2 separate regions of the Mus musculus genome follow, and region 2 is linked to region 1. The links are chromatin contacts, called in public Hi-C maps. All regions are on one chromosome and are shown on one strand. The core of a region is the stretch at or near the end of the contact, and the rest is flanking DNA. Distances in the headings are between cores, read along the strand shown. Region 1 overlaps Atg10 (autophagy related 10). Region 2 has its middle 25 kb from the start of A830009L08Rik.

Evidence for each region. Hi-C and Micro-C count contacts between places; a contact is called where the count stands out from the background.
Region 2: a contact with region 1 is called in a Hi-C map of Sertoli cells, with 2.7 times the contacts expected there. The contact joins two enhancer-like sites. A contact is called at or near these places in 1 of 15 datasets of contacts at CTCF or cohesin (pro-B cells), 3 of 484 Hi-C or Micro-C datasets (the N1E-115 cell line, Sertoli cells and uterus), 6 of 115 datasets of contacts at active chromatin or transcription factors (Th17 cells, astrocytes, differentiating embryonic stem cells and 3 more) and 1 of 9 other capture datasets (embryonic stem cells).

Annotation. Positions count from the first base shown.
Region 1 is chr13:91,125,919-91,131,142 of GRCm38.p6, forward strand. All of the region lies in intron 3 of Atg10 (autophagy related 10), which reads right to left. Among named protein-coding and RNA genes, the nearest start is that of Atg10, 95 kb to the right of the region's middle. Within about 2 kb of position 3,328, at least 44 of the 459 cell types and tissues checked have an H3K27ac peak or open chromatin away from gene starts, as enhancers often do. A contact at or near this core is called in Sertoli cells, where this site is marked.
Region 2 is chr13:91,360,374-91,364,989 of GRCm38.p6, forward strand. No RefSeq gene overlaps it. Among named protein-coding and RNA genes, the nearest start is that of A830009L08Rik, 25 kb to the right of the region's middle. Within about 2 kb of position 1,393, at least 14 of the 459 cell types and tissues checked have an H3K27ac peak or open chromatin away from gene starts, as enhancers often do. A contact at or near this core is called in Sertoli cells, where this site is marked.

The DNA.
Region 1 (5,224 bases), core at 2,078-4,577:
CCCCCCTGTCATTGTTATCCCTGTCTCACTATCACTTGCTAACTCTGAAAGGCTCTCAAAGTCCTGAACCAATGGACTATGAAGAAAGACTAAAGATAAGCAATCTGAAAATAGGGACTTAAAACATACACACACATCATACTTAATATTAGAGTGTACTTATACCACAGAATTGCAAAAGGACCGCTGAGTCTTCCTTGTGACTCAAATATACTATTCTATTGCTTTATGACTGAGCAATTCTAGTTTAACTTATTATTCTCCGAATGCAGTTTTTGTTTTGTTAATAATCTTGTCTTTTTGTTAATAATCTTGTCTGGCTTTCCAGCATATTATGTATCATTGATGGAGCCAGCAAGATGGCTCAGCAGGTGAGCAGGCCTGAGAGGGTGAGAGAGCTGGAGAGCTGGCCCCACCACTTGTCTTGTGTGCTGTGGTGAGTGCAGGGTTATGCCTCCCCTTCCTCCCCTAGCAACCTGCAGGCACCAGGTGAGCTGAACCTGGCTGGAGTCATGAGAGGGGAAGAACTAGCCCTTCCCCATCACTGGCTGGACCACTTGGGAGAATGGGCCCTGTACCCCCACAGTGGAGCTGGTCCTGATGACAAACACACAAGTGAGCCCCAATCCTGAGGGTGTAAGAGCAAGCAAGGGAGCAAGCAAGCAGGAGAGCTGGCCCAGACCCTCACAGGCTGCAACACTTGTGAGAGCAGGACTTCTACCTTGACTGAGCAGCACAGTGGAGCTGGCTCTGGAGGCATGGGTGCAGGTGGGTCAACCCCAAGGGCATGAGAGCAGGAGGGCTGACCCTGCCTCCTGCTGATGGAGGTACTAGGTGGCCTAGCCAGAGCAGGGCTGGAAAGCTCACCCTGGTGGTATAGATGAGGGAGAGCCAACACGTTGACCAGCTACTACCCAGGTCCCAATCCAGGGCTCTGTGAATGGTTGAGCTGAATAAAAAGGCAAGTCCTGCTGATCCAAAGTTGCAAGATCTCCATGACACAGGGCAACAACAGGATAACTGAGAGGAGTCCCGGTGAGGATCCAATATTGACAATGTCACAGAAGCCAGAGATCTCAAACCAGATCAATGACTCATTGCAATGAATATTTACAATGAATATTGCAATGAATATGTGTGGACAGAGAGACACTCTTTGGGACAAACTATGACATAGCACAGCTTCCATATGAGATGTCTTTATGCCTTATTTATGTTGCTGTTCGTTTGTTTGCGTGTGTGTTTTATTTTGGGGGAGGGGTTGCCAGGGTGAAGGGTGGATATGAGGCGATGGGAAGGTGAGCAGGGCTGGGGTACATGATGTGAAACTCAAAAACAACGAATAAAAAGGTTTTAAAAAGAGTGTTACTAAAAGTGTTTCTTCTAAGACTCTCCTCATGACGCTTGTAAGGCAAGAGTTAAGTGGCCATATAACCAGGAATAGGTGCAACACAGGCCACCAGGGCAGATTTGTGACTTCTATGGCACTCCAGGTTTTTAGGATGTGTGAGGAATGCCTGACCCTTTCTTTAAGCATACTCTCTCTCTCTCTCTCTCTCTCTCTCTCTCTCTCTCTCTCTCACACACACACACACACACACACACACACACACACACACAAAATCAAATTAAATTTTAAAATTTAAAGGTGCCATAAAATTCTACATCATATCATTCAATAGAGGTAGAAGATTGCAGTACAGAAAGGAAGAAAGACTAAGACAAGGAAAGGTGGTTTGTGGGTAGCTCTCCTAAAAAGTCACCACTGCCCACAAGTGCTTTCAGGTGTCCTTAGACACAAAAATTCCTGCTCAGTAGGCACTAAAAAGTACCTGTGGAGGGAAAAAAATGAAGTTAAGCAAACTACAGGTATTAACTTCACTAAGTTAATGAAGCATCATTCAGTATGCAGAACTAATAGCTTATAAATTAAAGTATAACCAGAGAGCCTAGTGTATATAGCTAGTACTATACAAAGACATCTAGGACAATTTGCAAATTCATCTGGAATAACAAAAATCCTAGGATAGCAAAAACTATTCTCAACAATAAAAGAACCTCTGGGGGAATCACCATCCCCAACTTCAAGCTGTACTACAGAGCAATTGTGATTAAAAGCTGCATGGTACTGGTACAGTGACAGACAGGTAGAATAATGGAACAGAATTGAAGACCCAGAAATGAACCCACACACCTATGGTCACTTGATCTTTGACAAAGGAGCTAAAACCATCCAGTGGAGAGAATACAGCATTTTCAACAAATCGCGCTGGCTCAATTGGCGGTTAGCATGTAGAAGAACGAGAATTGATCCATTCTTATCTCCTTGTACAAAGCTCAAGTCTAAGTGGTTCAAAGAACTCCACATAAAACCAGAGACACTGAAACTTATAGAGGAATAATATCCCTATTTTTTAATATAAAATGACACTAATAAGTCAGTAGTGTTTATTAAAATAATCACAGATAAAAATTCTAAATTTCCTAAACATAATAAAAAGTATAGTATAAAACAGCCAAAATATAAACAATCTATGCTAAATTATTTTTAATTAGATCAACAAAACTGAATATAGTTAATCGCGTGGTTTTACTTGGATATTGGATACGGATTCAAAACTTCCTTTCATCTCTTTTGCCTCAGTTTATCCAGACACAGAAAAAAGCCTAGCCTAGCCTCTCTCTGTCCTCCCAGCATGCTCATTCCGTCTTGCCCTCATGATATTTTCCAAGCATCTGCCTTAAACAAAGAGTCCTTGCTGGCATGGGCTTGTTGCTAGCCAGTATTTAGTTCTCTTTCTGCAGCTAAGACAGAGCTACCATCTGCTCCACACAGCTTTTCATTCCTATGATAGCTTTCTGCTCTTTCCCTTTCCAACTCAGAAACAGAAAGCAGGAGAGGAAACAAAGCACTGTAGGTCCACAAGAAGCTGCAGAACACCCAGGAGAGTTTCCTCCCAATCAGGAAAATGCTTCCTTAGCAACCCAGTATCTAAGGCCAATTAACCTCCCTTCCCTATCAATATTCAATTTACATGGAAGTCCTTTTTGGTTAAACCCCTCAGTTTTACAATGAGCTTTCTGGCGGAGAAAAGGGTACTTCTGTCTTCAGGGAGCCAGAGCCTTTCTCCTGAATGCCCTCAAATGCAGTATAAACTTTAAACTGTGTTCAGTACTTTCCTAATGTGATATAAGAGCCTGGGACAGAAACAGTTCAGAAAATAAGGGTCACCATCAAGATGCACCAAACATGAGACTACAGGGTCTATTTCAAAGCAGTCAGACTTGGGTGCCAGGGAGAGGACGCCATGCAGAAAGCATGCCCTGTAGCTGTCGCGGGTTGATTCTCTCACAGGCTGATTTATGTCATTTCCACACAGCCAACAAAGCCCAGGTCACCACCGAATAACCGTGACCTTGGCAGAATTCCAGAGAAAAGACAAATGGAAGACGGGAGCCAAGACAGCAATGCAATCAAGGAATTTCTTCCCTCGTGGCAAAAAAAAAAAAAAATTCCAGAAATAATTCTAGCAAGAAACTGGCATTTCAAGGACATAAAAATTTCACCAACTTACAGAAAGATAGTTTCACACAGATGTATAATGAGGAGTCTCTCCTACCCTGTTTTCAACTGAGAAACAGAGGCTGTATTTTCTAATTTCATAATTAAATCATTACACTATATTTCAGTTAAGATAAAGAAAATACACAGAAAAATTATATGAAGGCCACCAGGCAGAATGGTACAAGCCTTTAAAACCTGACAATGAGGAGGCTATGTAATAATTTTAAAGTTTCTTTAAACTCTTACTATAATATAACATGATATGATATGATATTTTGAATTTACATTGAAATGTGTCATAAATATTAAACCTTCCACTTTCATTACAGCATTAACAAGCAAAGGAACTATTATCTTGGGGCAATTCGTGCTACTGTCGTGATGTGCGATTTCAGAACCAGCGTATCCCTGACAGCTGCAGGGCTTGCCAACTTCCAAAGTTCTACAGCAGTAAAGCTGCCCTAAAGTTGTGCTATGAGAACTGAACAAATGTTAGTCCTTGGCTCCCTTAACCCCACCTATAAGGCAGTGTTGGAAAGGCAACAGTTCTCCTCCTGCTGAGTGTCTCAGCATCAGGAGATAGGCAAAGAAACCAAGTGAGATGAATCACTCACAACAGCATTTGCATTATTTCCAGAACAGAATAAATGACACAAAGACCCGGGTCCCCACCTCAGTCCTGTTAGAATTCGAGACCCTGTTTTATAGACAAGGGGTCTGAGGTTTAAAAAGTTTCACTAAAATCTTCAAACTCATGAAGTGAAAATGAGTAAAAATAGAGATTTAAACCAAATATACCCAACTCCAAAGATTTGGAGCTTCCAACCGCACTGCACCACCCTGCCACACAAATCCCCCGGCAATCCCATTACACTCTCCTCCACTGACGACCGCCATCACGACAGGCCAAAGGGTAGAGTCTTCAAATCTGATGCATGGAATCAACGGGTTGGACTCGGCTAGTATTAAGACAATAATGGAGTCGAAGTGTAGCTCAGGAGTCAGATCTGTTTCACAAGCTGATTGGTTTCAGAGAGGTTTGTATGGAGTCCTCCGTCCTGAGGTGAGATGGGTTGTTTTACTGAGGTTTTACTACAGAAAAGCTTGGCGGGCACTAGTCCTAGAGGATGATTTCAGACCGAGGACACGGGGACACGGGGAATGTATCAAGGGCAGGGAGCCCCTTCGGGCTCAGCCCTCTCCTCTTAAATAACAGCAGGAAATACAAGGAAGGAAGCTACCTGTCAGCCAAGGCTGAAACAGGAGTAGCTGGCATCGGCATAGGAGGAGGCTGCTGATTGTATAATTACATACCTCCTTCGCACAGCCCCAGTCCATCAAGCAGATAGTACAGTTTATTTTTTTACAGCACTAATTATGTAATTATCCATCATATTAAATCAGCTCCACCTGATTTGGTCTATCACAGATTTCCTGAAACATTCACCTGTTTATTACTTTTTAAGAGAGTGCTAAACTACCAGTCATGTGTAAAGTTCCAATGTGGGAGCTAAATAACGCTCTCCTATAAAATGTGGTTTTAGGTCTCTGATACGTAGTTGATTGAAATTTTGTTTTAATATGCTTTGTCACATCTACAAACAACAGACTTTCACAATGCATTCTCTTTATGATTTATTATTTCACAAAACGCCTGCT
Region 2 (4,616 bases), core at 143-2,642, 230 kb after region 1:
TCTGGCCATGGAAATCTGCCAGGAAGTAGAACCCAATCTAGAAGGGCACACTGATTTAACTTGTCAGCATTACTGAAACAAGCCATCCTTCCCACACATACAGAGACTGATAGCGAAAATCCAGGAGAGTGGGAACCACGCACTGTGAAGAAAAAGTATGGAGAGCAGAAGTCCCTCCATTTCTTATTACCAGAAAGGTGGGAGATTGTGGCTGGAGACTAGGACACTGGAATGTGACACTGTGGAAGAATTTCAGATTGATTTCTGCATAGTTCTCATGCCTGTCTCTAATATCCAAAAAGATAACATCTGTGTCATCCAGACCAAGGCCTCTGGTTGCACTTCAAGTGAGTAATCTTGAATAAGGAATTTAATGCCTCCGAGGGTGCCTTTCTTTAGCTTTAAAGCTAGAGGTGGCCAGGCAGTGGTGGCGCACGCCTTTAATCCTAGCACTTGGGAGGCAGAGGAAGGTGGATTTCTGAGTTCAAGGCCAGCCTGGTCTACAGAGTGATTTTCAGGACAGCCAGGGCTACACAGAGAAACTCTGTCTCGAAAAAAACAAAACAAAACAAACAAACAAAAAACCAACAACAACAAAAAGCTAGAGGTGATAAAATGCCATCAGTCGGTGGTCCTGTGAAAATCAAGGGAACTGGTAAGGGTGTGGCACCAACACTAAAGAATATATAACATGAAGTGTAACATAGCTTGGTCCACTATACACACACTATGTTTACATTATTATTTTATGGATACAGTTACCATTAGCTTGTACATACTAAAGGGAAGTTTTAATGGCAGCCTGAGAGCAAGCCTCAATGTGTCTGTCATTCATAATGTATCCTTAAGATTGATCTGGGGGCCTGGCGCATAAGAGAGAGTCAAAGAAAGAACGTGCCACCAAAATACCTGCTGCCATCTATTTTATGGTTCTCCTACCTCAGTATATTTGAGGAAAGGATTTTTTTTTTTTTTTTTTTTTACTGACACATACTTCGAATTAGTAGCCTGTGCAAGCTTGCTTCTCTGCCTGACTTCATTCTATCAAGACTTATTCTCTATTCAATATTATGCTAGGAACTTGAGATACAATGTTGCAAAAATGGGCAAAGTCCTTGCTCTCAGCATTTACATAAATAGGAGAATGTAAGAAAATAAGACTTTTTTTTTTTTTTTTTGAGACAAGAACTCTCCATGGGACCAGGGACTCACCAACTCACCAACTCAGCTCGGCTGGCTGGACAATAAGCCACAGGCACCCTCCTGTCTCTGCTTCCTCATGGCAGGACTTTTTCATCGGTTTGGGAACTGAAACTCAGCTCCTTCTGGTGGCAAGAGCTAAGGTGATGACAAGGTACCTGGTGCTGTGTGTGTCCATGCTTGCTGGTAACCCCAGCAAGAGCACTCTGAGATACACTGTGAGACCCTGACTCAAAAATCAAATAAAACAAAACAGAGAAGTGAGAGAGAAGGAGTTGGGAAAAGAGAGGGAAAGACAAGGAGCCAGTGAGAGAGGCTAGACCAGAGACTTAAGGAAAGTATGCCTGCTGTGTGAAGACTAATCTTAGTTAACAAAATCAAAGGGCAGTGGAAGGAAGGGTAGTGGGCAAAGGGAAGAGTGTGTAAAAGAGTCTATAATGGGAAGCCAACCATGCCTGTGTGGTTAGAGGGAAGAAATGCAGCATGTGTTGTTCTGGATAAGGCTGGAAAGAAAGACTGGGCCCGGAACTTCCACTCCTTCTAGCACACGTGACCATGTGGAAGTATGGGGTGTCATTTTTTTCTCGATAAAGTTCTTAGCCAAGAGAAGGGAAGACAGGTCTCCGCTCAGTTTGCTTACTCTGCCTCTCTGCGTCGTTAGCACAGGATGGCTAAGGGGAGCAGAGTATCCCTAATCTTTGGAGAAACGGAGGGGAAAAACAGCATCGTTCATAACCACAGAAAAGCACAAAATGAACAGCAGGCATTGTTGTTCTTCAAGTCTTTCAGTCTGAATCCAGCTCAGCTGGTAAACCAAGCTGAGTTCTGCTCCCAGTCACGCTGATTTGGTAACTGTTCTTGTCCAATGTCTAGCTGTGTTTTCTTATCTATCCCAGGGTATGTTCTGAGAAAAAAAAATCTAAACTTATTATTATGTGTGTGAGTGGGGTGGAAACATGCATGGATGATGGTCCCCACCCCCACCCCCACCCCCAGGATTACACTCAGGACCCCAGTCTTGCACTAGGTAGCACTTTTACCCGTTGAGTAATCTCATCAGATCATGTTCTTTAGCAATGCTTATACTACTGCAGAAAAAGCAGGAAGTTTATGTGCATAAAATCATGTCCACTTCTTCAGGATCATGTCTTTTATCACAGTGAATGACAGAGAATTCTAGGTTGGCTGCCTAAAAACCAGTGTGATGCCCTTGTACAGCCCACCTCACTCTAATAAAAAAATAATAATAACCCACACCACTTAAACCTTTTCATTCATTTAACAAGTGTTATATAGCACTTAAAATACGCTGTAGACTTTGCTGGTTCGTGACATTCATAAAGATAAGTAAATCACAGCGTTTGGCTGGCCTGGAAGAGCTCCTGAGACAAACCGTTGCAGCCTCTTGTCTTGTTACAGCGCTGGAACCCGGAGTAGCTGTGTTTTGTGGGAGCCCAGAGAACAGTAAGCTTCCCCGGGGAAGTGGGATGAGGGGGCTTCCCACAGAAGATACCATCTGCAGTGTGCAAGGAGGACTGAACTGCAACACTCCCATCAGAAAGGTGTGTTCTCAGCTTGGGAACAACAGGAGCAAAGCTGTGCTAGCGAGTGCTGGAAATCCTGTCTAGGGAGCTGAGCCAGGAAGAGGAGGCAGGCTTTATGGCCCTTCATAAAGCAAGGATGGAACCAAATCAATTTCTTAAAACCAGCTTCAAAGCTCTAGAGAGGCCGTGTAGGATCGCAGCTACTTATTGCTTTTTCTTTTAAGAAATTGTTTTTTGGATTTTCATGTCCGTTCATTTAGAGATATTCTATCGGTTGGTTTGAGTGTTTAGAAATGATTTTCAAATACCATCCAGATCAACACTAGATAAACCCAGCAACAGGGCCTAGCTTTGAGATTTCTTTTCACCTGTTCACCGAGGTCTCAAACAAGAACAGTGTGTAGAAACCACGGAATGGCTTCCTAATACAATCTATGAGTTAACTCAAGGAGTCTGCCCAATGAAGGAGAGGTTAAGTGACTTGATTCGAGCACACTGATTTGAGGCATCTTGTCCCTTTCCTGTTTTGCAATCGAATTTTCCCACACAACCAGATCTAGGCATGAGGTCTCACCTGCCTGTGCCCATTTTTCTATCTGTAAGATGGAGTTAGCACATTTAAGTACTTAGAAAGCTGAATTCTGAAATCTTTGGCTACTGTGGTTATTAGTGGACATATTAGGACATTTCAGTAACCCTCTCCTGCCAGCTCTACCAACATGAAATCCATCTTATCTGAAGGTAAACAGAAAGAAAGGCATCCCACCAAGAGATTATAAAGCTTCCAAAAATAGCAGAAGAAAGGAAAGTCTATTTTTCTCATGAGTTAAAAAAAAAAAGGAGGAAGATATTTTTCTTAAACTATGTGTCTGTGGCTCTCAGAATTTAGCACATGTAAAAAGCACTTATGAGATCTCCTAAAAACAAATCCCTAAACAGAGTCCTCTCTACCACATAGTCAGGATCTGATTTTAGGTCTGACTTGGCCTGCTTGGTAACTCGGGGTCTCACCATGGACCCAGACTGGTCTTATCTGCTGTCTCAGCCTAGGAATTGCTGAGCTTACAGGCTTGTGCCACCATGACTGTCTGGTAGCTGTTTTCAAAGAAAAGGAAAAGCATTTCTCCAGTTAGCCATGGGAGCTGCCAGCTGAAGTCTTCCATTACTCAAGCCCAACTGGAGCCCATACTTGATTCTCTTTCTTGTTCTGTTGGCTCCAAACCATTGCCTATATTCATTCCTCCATGTCCACAAATTTCTGAAACTGCCTGTTTATCTTCCTTTAGGAGTAGGGAAGAATGGCTTCCCACCTTTTCATCCTTAAAGAAGAGCCACAGTGGCTCATAGCAATAGCAGGGATGTGTTATAGTGTGGGAGGTGGGTGGCCTCCCAGCCTTTCTTGGTTATCTCGCTGCTGTCCTGAGGCCTTTCTGTGTCTGTGTGTATGTGTGGGGGGATGTCTGTATGTCTCTATGTGTTTGTCTCTGTGTGTGAGCCTGTGTGTGTATGTGTGTTTCTGTGTGTGTGTCTGTGTGTGTGTGTGTGTGTGTGTGTGTTTGTCTGTCTGTCTGTCTATATGTGGGTGTCTGTGTGTGGGTGTCTCTCTGTGTACTTGTATGTGTGTCTCTGTCTGCCTGTGTATGTGTATGTCTGTGTCTGTATGTGGGTGTCTCTGTGTGTATGTATGTCTGTATGTGTGTCTCTGTGTGTTCTTGTGTGTGTGTGTGTGTGTGTGTGTGTGTATGTCTGTGTGTATATATCTGTGTGCGTGTCTATGTCTGTGTGTATTTGTGTGTGTCTCTCTGTGTGTGTCTGTGTCTGTGTGTGTTCCCTTATAAAATTAGTGTAAGAACTGAAAAGGAGAAATGAACT